Regions from separate parts of the Ovis aries genome. Here region 1 is linked to region 2. A link is a contact called in public Hi-C data. All regions are on one chromosome and are shown on one strand. The core of a region is the stretch at or near the end of the contact, and the rest is flanking DNA. Distances in the headings are between cores, read along the strand shown. Region 1 overlaps PALM2AKAP2 (PALM2 and AKAP2 fusion). Region 2 overlaps PALM2AKAP2 (PALM2 and AKAP2 fusion).

Evidence for each region. Hi-C and Micro-C count contacts between places; a contact is called where the count stands out from the background.
Region 1: a contact with region 2 is called in a Hi-C map of hypothalamus, with 1.9 times the contacts expected there. The contact joins two enhancer-like sites. A contact is called at or near these places in 3 of 16 Hi-C or Micro-C datasets (hypothalamus, muscle and tail adipose tissue).

What each region holds. Positions count from the first base shown.
Region 1 is chr2:13,275,395-13,281,793 of ARS-UI_Ramb_v3.0, forward strand. The region is part of intron 7 of PALM2AKAP2 (PALM2 and AKAP2 fusion); the gene reads right to left. Among named protein-coding and RNA genes, the nearest start is that of C2H9orf152, 140 kb to the left of the region's middle. Within about 2 kb of position 2,052, at least 12 of the 54 cell types and tissues checked have an H3K27ac peak or open chromatin away from gene starts, as enhancers often do. A contact at or near this core is called in hypothalamus, where this site is marked.
Region 2 is chr2:13,209,375-13,216,349 of ARS-UI_Ramb_v3.0, forward strand. All of the region lies in intron 7 of PALM2AKAP2 (PALM2 and AKAP2 fusion), which reads right to left. Among named protein-coding and RNA genes, the nearest start is that of C2H9orf152, 71 kb to the left of the region's middle. Within about 2 kb of position 1,842, at least 27 of the 54 cell types and tissues checked have an H3K27ac peak or open chromatin away from gene starts, as enhancers often do. A contact at or near this core is called in hypothalamus, where this site is marked.

The DNA.
Region 1 (6,399 bases), core at 802-3,301, 66 kb after region 2:
CATTTGCAAAGGATCATAAGAGTCACAAAAAGAAGGCACACAGAAGTTGCAAAGATGTTGTCTTCTCCTTGGAATGCCTTGGTGATAACTCTAGTTTGGTTCCAAAACTTGTAGAGAACAACCTACCTCACGGATTATGTTTATTAAAAAGAACAGGAAAATGAGTGTTATAATACAAACAGTGAAAGAAAATTGGAAAACACACCAAAGCCCATAAAGAACTCTGTTTTCCAATTCTAGAGCTAAAAAAAAAAAAAAAAAAGCAAGTTTAATGAGCATAAAACAAGAGAGTAGGTAGAGGTGTTCATAGCTATTCTGAAGGAGACGAATGACAGGGATTCGTTACTGGATAGAACTCCAATTCATAACTTATTTCCCCCTTATTACACATTGGACATGCTAGTTTCACTTCCCCAGTCATGGTTCAGGCTGATTTTCAGCTGATAAATGGAGAACAGAGAGAAAAGAAGGAAGGGAGGCAGAGGGGATGGAGGGGAAAGAGTTCCAGATGTTCTGGGCCAAGAATCTAGAGAGGGAGAGAGAGAGAGAAAGGGGAGAAGAGAGGACAGTTTGTCAGTGGAGGTGCTGGAATTACAGGAGCTGAGTGAGAATATGAGAAATGAGTTGCTTCAGTCGTGTCTAACTCTTTTCAACCCTATGGACTGTAGCCCGCCAGGCTCCTTTGCCCAAGGGATTCTCCAGGCAAGAATACTGAAGTGGGTTGCTACTGCCATCCTTCAGGGGATCTCCCCAACCCAGGGACAGAACCCAGGAATGGGGGAGGTGAGTAAATCTCAGGAGGCTGGGAGGCAAGGTGATGGGCAAGAGGCTTTGCCTCCCTTCACCAATCTTGCTGTTTATTCCCTTTCCTCCCCTAGCCTCCAGGTGGCACAGCAGAACAAACACAGCATGCCTGGGGGTTGTGAGCTAGAACAGAGGCCTGAGCAGGTTTAGGGAGTAAAACAAAGAAGCAAAACGCAGTTGCCAGGCAGGACTGGGGAGTGGGAGTGTGACCCCCAGTACGGCATACTCAACACCTGTTCAGAAACATTTCCACTGCATCCTGGGTACCACTGTCAAAACCCTAATGGAAATCTATCATGCTGCAATTGCAGCATGAAATTCACTCTTTGCAAATGCCAGTGAAGAGAATCACATCTGCAAAGCAAAATGCAATCAGTATCATCTCATTTAAGTTAGGCTTGCTAGAAAGCTCCCCTGTGCCTCTGAGGCTATGAAAACATATCTATAGGACATGAATTCCAGATCTGGACAACTAGATCAGAGTTTCTCAGCATCAGCACTATGGACGGGTGGGGCAAGCTGCATCCTGCTAGATTCTAGTTGCACCCATTCCCGCTCCAGAGAGACAAGCCCTCAAGTCAGCCTCCTGATTGCTGTCCTGAGGCTTGGTTAGTTTTCACAGTGGTATCCACCAGACCTTCCTCCCCCAGGTCCAGGGTAGCAGAGCTTCATACACGGTAATGTGCACACAAATCCCTGGGGGTTTTTGTTACAAATGCAGATTCCGACTGGCAGGTCTGGGATGGAGCTAAGGATACTCTAGTTTCAACATAGCCCCTGCGTGATGCTGATGCTTCAGGTCCTCAAACCACACTCAGAGCACCCAGGCCCCTTAGCACTGGTTTAGTCACAGGAGGAGGGAGCAGCATAGGAAAACTGGCTGACAGCCCATAACTTGGCTGGTTACCGGGTAACCTCTCAGTGCCTCAGCACCCTCACTTGAAAAGCCAGGGTGACTGCAAGCATTAAGTAACAGAGTGCAGACAAAGCAACTGGTTTGGCATCTGGCACTCGGAAAATGTTAATTCCCTCCCTCTTTCTCTGAGCTCCTCCCAGCACCGTGCCTAGAAACCTCAAGGTCAAGGCATCCCTGGGGATTACAGGGAATCCCCTAGAAGAAAAAACTCAATTCCATTCTGAGTGGTGGTTGGCGAGGGAGGGATTTCTTCCCTTTTCTTTCTTCCAGCTTACACTCTCTCTGTTGGTTACACCATAACATCTGTCACCCTTTGGAGGCTGTGAATTGTTGAACTGTTTTCGTAATGAAGCATACGATGAAAAGAATATTTAAAAACAATGTACACATTGTGATTTCATGCAAAAGCAATCTCTCCCACTCTCTGGGCCCATCTCCGAGCTGCATTTAACACTGATTTAAACTCTTCTCAAAAGGAAAAATTGATCTCAAACAGGGATGTGCTTCGGATCGGATCAAAATTTCCAAAACCATTTGTGCATATTCCTCCCCAAATGAATGAAGTCTACTCATCTGTAATTGTGTCCAGGGAGAATCCTTGCTATCCTTAGTAAGGATAAAATGTTCTGATGCAAAAATACTGCTCTACCAGGCTAAATATAGCCTTTTGGGTTCACAGAGCACATGGCACATGGACCTTGATTTTAACACACATACAGAGAGAGCTTTTGAATTCAGAGTTGTGTAGATTTTTCTAGAATATTAACTAAGATGAATTCCTTTGGGAAAATCATTCCCTCAACCACCCTCCTGCCCCCCACACATATGAAAAAGTCTCAACAATAGCGTCTTTCTCTATTTGTAGGCTGTATCAAAAAAAAAAAAAAAAGTATGTGAGGCATCACTCCAAACAAAGTAAGTTTCTGCATTATTCCACTGTGCAAATGACATCATGTGAATAGAAGCTGAGAAAGGCAGCTGCCCCGGTAGTTAACTGCCTACAGGAAAGTGTGGTTTGGCCTTCCTCATACTTACACCCAGGTGCAGGGCTTAGTCAGCCCTGGCATAGCTCTGCATTCGAGCCTGGTCAGGCTGGCGGGGAAGAAAGGCAAGCGGGCGTCCTTCCCTCTCTTCTATCTGGGGGTTAGGGCTTCCCCCAGAGTCTGCAGGGCTGGTCTCTGCTAAAGGAAACCCCAGCTTCAGCCCTGGACCCCCAGGATCAGCACGCACACCTTGGAGAAATCACAGGGATGGACAGACAGCCACCTAAAGAACTCCTCTCTCTTCACAGAACTTGGAATGGTACGGGCAACCCGGTCCACACACATGCGCTCCTTCTAACCAAGAAAAAACGAAAACCCTGGAAGGCCTGGCAAAATTCTCTAAATCTCGCTAACCCAGGGCATTCTAAGACCCATGGGGTAACGTTCAACCCAGTCTCCTTTGACAACCCAGGAAAAACTAGCATCACCGTTTATCCTTGCTCAGCACAGTAATCATCCTTTCCAAGGCTTCCTCACTAAATCATATATAGAGCTTATGAAAAAAACATCTGAGAAGAGAGCTTAAGAGTTCCGGGCTGGCACTGGTATACACTGATCTGATTGCTCACCAAGCCTATCTAGCAGATACGGAGTTTGCGGCACTCAACAGAATAGAATGCTCACGTAGAATTCTGTTGATGGAGCCCCAGGATTGCCATCATCATCTGCTCTTGGCATCACCAGCGGAACCGGTTTAAAAGGCAGCATCCAGGCTCCTCCCACAGGGATGATGCTGACAGTTTGTATCACATAGACACTGTCTGCCCCTCCATGGACACCTGGCTAAGGAATCACACGTCCAGATAGACTGCTCAAGTGTAACAGGCAAATTCCTAGGAAACGGCCTTTATGCAGGGCTGAGGCCCCTAGGCAAAGGACAGACACTGGACAGTCACTGGCCCTGAGGTGGACAGTCCCCAACTCCAGAGATGTTTTGAGGAGGGACTTCCCTCCAGTAGACAGTGACTAAAAACTAAACTTCACAGGGCACTGTAAACTGGGTTAGATGCTACAATGTTCTGCTTTTTTAATCATGTTTTTTGTGAATCCCCAACTGCTTTTCTCTAACTGATTCACTTCCTTAAATACATACAGGCTTATTCCAGTCCAGGCCCCCAACGCTGGCTGGCACCCTGAATTTGGTAGAAAAGTCTGGACCAAGGATGAAGGTTACCTTTTATTTATTTTACAATTCTTATTGGAGTCTAGCTGACTTACAATGTTGTGTTAGTTTGGCGTGTAGAGCAAAGTGAATTAGCTATACATCCACATATATCCACTCTTTTTTAGATTCTTTTCCCATATAGGTCGTTATAGAGTGCTGAGTAGAATTCCCTGTACTATGTAGTAGGTCCTTATTAGTTATCTATTTTAGATAGTAGTGTGTATATGTCAATCCCAATTTTCCAAATTATCCCTCCCTACCCTTTCCCTCCTGGTAACCACAAGATTGTTTTCTACATCTGTGACTCTATTCTGTTTTGTAAATAAGTTCATTTGTACCATTTTTTTTTTCTAAGAACCCACATATTAGCAGCATATTTGTCCTTCTCTGCCTGCCTTACTTCACTCAGCATGACAGTCTCTAAGCTCATCTATGTTGTAGTAGATGGCGTTGTTTCTTTCTTTTTTATGATTGAGTAGTGTTCCATCTGAATGCAGAGTTCCAAAGGATAGCAAGGAGAGATAAGAAAGCCTTCCTCAGTGATCAATGCAAAGAAATAGAGGAAAACAACAGGATGGGAAAGACTAGAGATCTCTTCAAGAAGATTAGAGATACCAAGGGAACATTTCATGCAAAGATGGGCTCGATAAAGGTATGGACCTAACAGAAGCAGAAGATATTAAGAAGAGGTGGCAAGAATACACAGAAGAACTGTATAAAAAAGAGCTTCACGACCCAGATAATCACGATGGTGTGATCACTCATCTAGAGCCAGACATCTTGGAATGTGAAGTCAAGTGGACCTTAGGAAGCATCACTATGAACAAAGCTAGTGGAGGTGATGGAATTCCAGTTGAGCTATTTCAGATCCTAAAAGATGATGGTGTGAAAGTGCTGCACTCAGTATGTCAGCAAATTTGGAAAACTCAGCTGTGGCCACAGGACTAGAAAAGGTCAGTTTTCATTGCAATCCCAAAGAAAGGCAATGCCAAAGAATGCTCAAACTACTGCACAATTGTACTCATCTCACACGCTAGTAAAGTAATGCTCAAAATTCTCCAAGCCAGGCTTTAGCAATACATGAACCGTGAACTTCCAGATGTTCAAACTGGCCTTAAAAAAGACAAGGGAACCAGAGATCAAATTGCCAACATTTGCTGGATCATTGAAAAAGCAAGAGAGTTCCAGAAAAACATCTATTTCTGCTTTATTGACTGTGCCAAAGCCTTTGACTCTGTAGATCACAATAAACTGTGGAAAATTCTGAAAGAGATGGGAATTCCAGACCACCTGACCTGCCTCTTTAGAAACCTATATGCAGGTCAGGAAGCAACAGTTAGAACTGGACATGGAACAACAGACTGGTTCCAAATAGGAAAAGGAGTACATCAAGGCTGTATATTGTCACCCTGCTTATTTAACTTCTATGCAGAGTACATCATGAGAAACGCTGGGCTGGAAGAAGCCCAAGCTGGAATCAAGATTGCCGGGAGAAATATCAATAACCTCAGATATGGAGATGACACCACCCTTATGGCAGAAAGTGAAGAAGAACTAAAGAGCCTCTTGATGAAAGTGAGAGGAGAGTGAAAAAGTTGGCTTAAAGCTCAACATTCAGAAAATTAAGATCATGCATCCAGTCCCATCACTTGATGGCAAATAAATGGGGAAACAGTGGAAACAGTGGCTGACTTTATCTTCTGGGGCTCCAAAATCACTGCAGATGGTGATTGCAGCCATGAAATTAAAAGACGCTTACTCCTTGGAAGGAAAGTCATGACTAACCTAGACAGCATATTAAAAAGCAGAGACATTACTTTGCCAACAAAAGGTCCGTCTAGTCAAGGCTATGGTTTTTCCAGTCGTCATGTATGGATGTGAGAGCTGGACTATAAAGAAAGCTGAGTGCTGAAGAATTGATGCTTTTGAACTGTGGTATTGGAGAAGACTCTTGAGAGTCCCTTGGACTGCAAGGAGATCCAACCAGTCCATCCTAAAGGAGATCAGTCCTGGGTGTTCATTGGAAGGACTGATGTTGAAGTTGAAACTCCAACACTTTGGCCACCTGATGCGAAGAGCTGACTCATTTGAAAAGACCCTGATGCTGGAAAGATTGAGGGCAGGAGAAAGGGACAACAGAGGATGAGATGGTTGGATGGCCTCACTGACTCAATGGACATCAGTTTGGGTAGGCTCTGGGACTTGGTGATGGACAGGGAGGCCTGGAGTGCTGCAGTTCATGGGGTCGCAAAGAGTTGGACACGACTGAGCGACTGAACTGAACTGAGTATTCCATTCTGCATACATAACACATCTTCTTTATCCATTCGTCTGTCAATGGATATTTAGGTTGCTTCCATGTCCTGGATAGTCAACAGTGCTGCTATGAATACTGCGGTGCATGGATGTTTTGGAATGATGATTTTCTCCAGAAATATACCTAGAAGTGGGATTGCTAGATCATATGACAG
Region 2 (6,975 bases), core at 592-3,091:
ATGTCCGCCTGGGGCTGCTGAGGTTCATCAGCCTTGGAAGCATGGGGTGGAGCCCCAGTCGGGAGGTCTGGGGGAGACAGACTGAAGCCCGAGGGAACCCAAGGAGCATGGAAGGGGAGCACAGAGGCTGAAGAGGTAACGGTGGATCTCTACGGCACGTCCTGAGAACCTGTAGAGTGACAAGCCCTGTGCCGGGGCCCTGGGAGGACCGTAGGGCGCTGGAGTGCGCCTCGCGCTGCAGCAGGGAGCTTACAGCCTTGGAGAGAGAGAGAGGGCAGATTCACATAAAGAGATGTGTTAGCAGAGATAACAAGAGGAGAGACTGCTACAACAGTAACTAGAAGGCAACTGCCTGGTCTGTTCAAGGTGGCAGATGGGGCAGGCTGAGAAGAACGGATGAAGGAAGCTGGAAGCACCAGGGTTCCTCAGTAGCTGGCCTGCACCTCCTCTCCCACCCCCACCCCCACCCCCACTAGAGAAGCCGCTGGGACTCTGAGTGGCCCCTTCCACCCACCCCTGTGAAGGTACGGAGAGTGGGAATGTCCGAGGATGGCTTGCTTCCTGGGTTGGGCTCCAGGCTTCTGGGCCAGGAAGTGGAGGGGAACGACCCTGGAGTTAACCTGGACCGCATTCCAGTCCCAGGCAGAACTTCCTCTCCCCCCACCCCACCCCAGCAGAGCGTCTTCCGGCCTGTAACAGCAAAGGCTGGTGTTGGCCGTGGGAAGCCAGGAGGCGGGCCACTCCCCAAGGAGGCCAGAGACCCAGCTCCTGGCTGACAAGAGGCAGATCTCAGACCCCCGGCATTCCAGGGTACTTACAGCTAAATTTAGACTGGATGGGCTCGGGGATAAGGACATGACCTCTAATAGAGGGGGCTAACACTAACTCTGCCTCTGGGGTTTCCTCCCCTAACCCCCATCCCCCCACTGACCTCCTGCCATGAAGCCATTATGGCTAAATGTGACTCTGACAGTCCGAAAAAGAGCTTTCTGTTCCTACAGGCTCAGCTTTTCTTTCTGAGAGCTTCTCTGGTCTTGGTCAACCTAGCAGTCACCCTCCTGCTATTCTCTCTGGCTCAGGTCTCAGGTCCAGGCTTGCAGACGACGGCATGAAAACACTTCTGGAAGCCCCTTCCATTGGAAACAAGGCCGGGCTGTGTCTTGACTCGAGGACAATCCTGATAAAGAAGCGGTCCCTTTGTAATGTAAAGGGAGTCTCCCACCACTGCAGCCTGCCCTATTAATAGCATCCCCTTCACCCTGCTGAAAAGTCAGTGGCTCAGATGTCAGGCTGCACATCTGGAAGATGTCAAGGTGTGGTTTGATGAACACATTTACAGCTTGGGCTCTCTCTGAAAGAAACGAAAGAGTGTGTGTGTGAAGGGGGTGTGATGGGAGGAGGCGAGGAAAGAAGCTGTTGCCTCTTCTGCAGCCGCTGGTGAAAGGCTTATTTTCTTTGGAGACCCATTCCCTACCAAAGGGATTGCGAAGCACTGGGAGATTTCCCCTGAATGAGGCAAATGCCTTATTTCAGCTCCAAGAAAGGCAAGTTTCGCTTCTTCCTTGATGGGATACACTCCAAGCTCTTTATCAAGGAGTCCTCAGATGTTCTTCCTGCAGAAGACCCTTTTCACTATGAAACTATCTCATAGAACAGTCCCCCACCTCCAGAATAAACCAAGGTCAAGGCCACAGAGGGAACTTTGGCTCCTGCAGCCTGAAATTTCTAGGGTAACTGATTCTGCTGAAAGCAAGTCCCTGGCTTCAGTCCTGTATAACTTAGCTGTGTCCTTCTTAGTTTTAAAATAGTTCGGGATCTTGGATTCAGGCCTGGCCAACCAGTAATGGCAGAGAGCAAAAGCTGGGCTCCACCGTGGACCCAGCAGAAAATCCACTGTGTGAACACAGAGCCAGGAGAAAACGGTGCCAGAGGCTTTCGAGATTAACTCTTTGTCCACAGATGAGTCCTGTACTTAGGAAGACAGCTGATGCAGTTTTCTCCCCATAGCCCTGGGTCCCACAGCAGATGGGCATACATGTTCCCCTGCGAAGGCTCAAGTCACTCTATGAATGTGGCACATTCTGCAACGTGGGCTTGTAGATTAAATAAGAGAAACAGTCACCAGGACTGGTGGGCCACTTGGTTCTGATGTGGAAAGGGGGACACACACACACACTCAGGCACACACATGCACACACTCATGTACCATCTTCAAAGCACTATCTGGCAAAGAGGGGGTGGGTGCCTTTGCCCGCGCTGTATGTGTGGCTCGGAGCTCCTGCTCAGAAAGCCGGGAGTCTGACAAGATTAGTAAGAAAAGAAGCAAGTCTCCTGTCCAAGCCCAGCTGCCCACTCTCCCTCCAGCAGGAAAGGCGTCCACAGCACAGCGCCACAGTCCCCGCCCTGAGTTCCTCCTCCATAGAGACTCTGGCCTCACGAGGGAACCCTCTCCTTGCAGATCAGAAAGCAAAGGACAGTAAGTTAGGTCAGCAGACTCGGCTTACCCTGCCCAGAGTGCCCGCTTCACACGTCCCCGCTCAGAACTGCCTCTTTTTCCAGGCGGTTTCCTGCGCCCTGGCTCAAGCTGGACAAATTCCTTCTGAGTCTCCTGACAGAAGACTGTGAGGTCACGGCTGGCCCTCCCTCTGCTCCTTCAAAGGCCATTCACACAACGAAGAACTTTAACCCCCTTCAAAGAGGCCTGGCCCCTCCCTACAGGCCCCGAGCCTAGAGGGCAGCAGCCAGTCAGCCAGAGGCCTCGCTCGTCCACTCCCTACGTCCAGGGCTGAGTGGGAAGGTGGGAGGCTAGTGATGCTCAAAGGAGCCAGTTGGGGCTGTCTTCTTGGCAAGTTAGAGATGGGCCTTGGGCAGCCAGGGAATGAATATCTCAGTGATGTTCAAGGCGGCAAAGCGAAAAAAAAAAAAACAAAAACCTCACAGATTCTGAAGATCCAGGTTAAACAGACTGCATCCAGTTAAAGGAACCTCTTAGGACAGCTTATATATGTGTGTTTGAGAAGGAAATGGCAACCCACTCTGATATTCTTGCCTGGGAAATTCCATGGATGGAGGAACCTCGTAGGCTACAGTCCACGGGGTCACAAAGAGTCGGAAGACTGAGCAGCTTCGCTTTAGGGTCTACATATGTGTGTATAAAAAAATAAATGCTCACTGCAGAAAATTTGGAAAACAAAAGTCATTCATCTTCCCTCCACTGAGAGAAAGGGAGCTAAGCATGCAGTCTCCTTTTTAGAAATAGGTATTTCATAGAGTTGAGACCACACTATAGGCAGTCTTGTAGCCAAATTTTTTTTTCACTTCACATTATCTCACAAGCACTTTCTGTGTCGTTTAAGGGTCAGGGTCTGATATATTTTCAGTGGTTACATTATATCCCATGTTGAAATGGGACAGAATTTGAAGACAGGGATGAGTGCTAAGTTCATGGGATGTCTGGGGGGAGTGGTTTCCCCTTTCTCAGGGCTAACTAGTATCTTCTGCCACGAAGGAAAAGAGAAAAGATCCACGTGTGCCTTGGGGAGACACAACTGCCTCACATACATCCCTCGCTCTTTCACCAGAGAAGCAGACCCTTAGCACCACACACTAAGGCTCATGCTTCGTTAATGACTGGTTCTCAGCACTGCCTCAGGGTGGACACGTTTCCACTCACCTGGTCACCCAGAACCCTGGGTTACCCTGGGAAGTTTGCGGCATAATTTAGGGTTTTGGCTGGCTGGAAAGTCAGTCAGAATTCCAGGGCTATCAGGGCCATGCAGAATTCATTTTCTTCAGTTAAGGTTTTAGAAGAGACAAAGAGCACAGAGATGCACAGTGAACTAAGTAGAAAGAGGAGGACAGATACCAAGTATAGTCCTGTGGGGCCATCTATTTGGGGTCAGTTTGGGAACAGTCATCCTGGCAAAGCAGCGAACGGTCCAAAGACAGTGGCAGGTCAGCATCGCAGATCCCTGAGACTCTCCCGCGAACACAAGTCTGGGAAGGAATCACCAGCGTGGATGAAGCCCAGGCAGTCTCTTTTGACAAGGAAGCTAAATATGAAGTGAAGTTGCTCAGTCGTGTCCGACTTTTTACAACCCCGTGGACTGTAGCCCACCAGGCTTCTCCGTCCATGGGATTTTCCAGGCAAGAATACTGGAGTGGGTTGCCATTTCCTTCTCTAGGGGATCTTCCCGACCCAAGGATCAAACCCGGGTCTCCTGCATTGCAGGCAGACACGTTACCCTCTGAGCCACCAGGGAAGCTAAACGTATAGTGTACTTTACAACTGTTTACAACATCCAAATGACATTTTTAATGAGCTGAACTGTATTTAGAAATATCCAGGAGTTTCTCGGTGACTGACTGGGTGATACCCAAGTCTCCAGGGAGCGCTATGCTATGGAAACTCTGATGTTAGGCTGCTCTGCCCTTTGGAATAACTGGAATGTTCTACTGTAGGGCCAAATGCATTTCAAGATGCTACTTAGGGTCTAAAGTAAAGTGTGGAGAGGACATCCCATACCCAGAGTGCCACTGCTCTGCTCAGAAATGAGAGAGCAAGGCACGACCCTCCACAAAGAGGTGATTTCGAGCCAAGAGGCAGGAGTGGTACCCAGGACCCACTACATAATCACACCTGCCCCAGTGTACCCATGAGGAGGTGTGTAAAAAATTGTTTTAAATCTGCCCTGTTGGCAAAAGAGGAAATCATATGTGCTCTTGCAGCCTCAAGAGCAAGTGGGCTTCGGCGGTTGTGATGTGCGGGCTTGGATGTTCCAGGGCACGTGGAATCTCCCTGGACCGGGGATTAAACCCATAGTCCCTGCACTGGCAGGCATATTCTCAACCACTGTACCTCCAGGGAGTACTGCACATGCTCTTAAAGTGCTAGTACCTAAGTAACAGATACATTCTTGACTGGAGTCTGAGATGTCATGGTGTATTACACAAACACACAGATATACATGCACTTTGTTATGAGTTGAATTGCATTCCCTCAAACCCAACTTCGTAAGTTGAAGTCTTAACATGCAGGACCTCAAAATATGACCTTATTTGGAGATGAAGGTCTTTACAGAGATCATCAACTCAAGTGATGTCATTCAGGTGGGCCCTAACCCAGTGTGACTAGTGCCTTATAAAAGGAGGAGCTTTAGACACAGAGGCATGCCTAGAAAGAATGTGAAGAGGCCGGGAGAGAAGACAGGGGTCCGTCAACCAAGAAGAGGGGTTTGAACAAGCCTTCCCTGTAGCCCTCGAAGAAGCCACCTCCACCAACACCTTGGTTTGACACGTCTTGTCTCCAAACTGTGCAACAATACATTTCTGTTGCTTCAGCTGCCCACCTTGTGGTATGCTGTCACAACAGGCCCAGCAAAGCAACACCCATGCTCACACATATGCACACGTATCACTCATATTTGTACACACCACATACCCCTCCCTCTGGCTGCAAAAGTATGGTGAAATTAGGAAAAATGTTCTGTGGCAAGATGCTCCAGAAAAAATGGATTGTTCTCAGAGGCAGAGGGAGAAATGAAGTCAGCAAGCTAGATGGAGACCACAAAAGTACAGTCGCAGTCACCTGAGTTGTTGGCAGGGAATGATTTGAGAGGCAGCGAGGTGGGGGGGGGGGTCTCCCGATGGGAAGGGACAGAGCAGAATCCAGCAGTATCCACACTTCGAGGCTACATGTCTATCCTTTTCTGAGTTTATGAAAACTGTGTACTGCCAGTTTGGTTCTCCAGCTGCTGTAGCCTGATCTGTTTTAGTCTCTGAGGTGCCTTGCACTGGGAGCAAGGAATTGCTTTGGAAACTTGATCCTGGTTGTCTGGGAAGCAATGTGCAATTTGTGAGGACCAAGCAGCTGGGGTGGGAAGGTCATCAATGCTACTGCGATCGTCACTCAGCAAAGGTCTACTGCCTGCCTCCTGGGGGCCGCCCTGGGACACCCACGCTCACATAATTTCTCTCTACCCTCCTTTGACCAGCTGCAAGGTGGGGATCCTCATCCATTCCACCAAGGGGCGGGCCTCAGCCTCGGGAGCCATGCCCTCCCCAGGGTCACACAGCTGGTTGGGAACAGATATCTGGCTGGAACCCACAAATCCCACCCATGAGGCAGGGCTTGGTCCCCTGGAAGGCACCCATGGCAGTTCAGGATGGAGCAGACCCAGCAAGTACGCTAAGAATCAAAGGGGAAGAATTAAACAGCGAATTGCAGGCAGTAACAGACTGCCTTTGAAACCACGTGCCTGCTTCTCCGTGACCCTAGGAAGACCAGGCTTATCTTCTGGGTCTGTTTTCTGCTCTGTAAAATAAAGGAGCCAAGCTAGATGAACCCCTCCACCCACATCTCCTTTCTGCCCCTAAACTTGTTGTTCTGTGATACTGGCATGGCCCCTGGACAGAGGTGAAGCCCAGGATCGTTCTGAGTCCGGTGAGCATGCAGGCAGAGTCAAGAGAAAGCCAGATAGCAGATGGGGGCAGCTGCTTCCTTTGAAACTGCTCAAAACCTTTGCCAAGAGATTTCAAGGATTCCGGGAAGGAACTCCGCTCTGTCTCTGACATTCCCCTGGTCAGAACTTTATCTCTTTAGTTGATGGAGTTTATTCTGGTAAATAGAGCCATCCCATTTATGTACCTTCAGTGTGACAGAATGTTCCAAATGGACTTGCTGAGATGCAGCAGACAGTGGAGGGAGAGGCTGGCTTCGAATGGTGCTACCCAGCCTGCTGCCTGAATTGTAAAATAGGGAGGGGTGAGGTCAGCATGGGGTAGGCACCCTCTCCATGGTGCAGAGAAGATAGAAGTTTGCAGCTTTTCAAATTGCTCCAAGACCTAATTCAAGCAACACGCTGAAGGAAGCTTGGGCCTCAGCTTCCTCAGATGTCAGCTGGGGCATCGCCACATGTCCATTCTAAATGGCCAGGGCCACCTCCTCCTTTCTGGGCTGCTGCCCTCCCCCCTTCA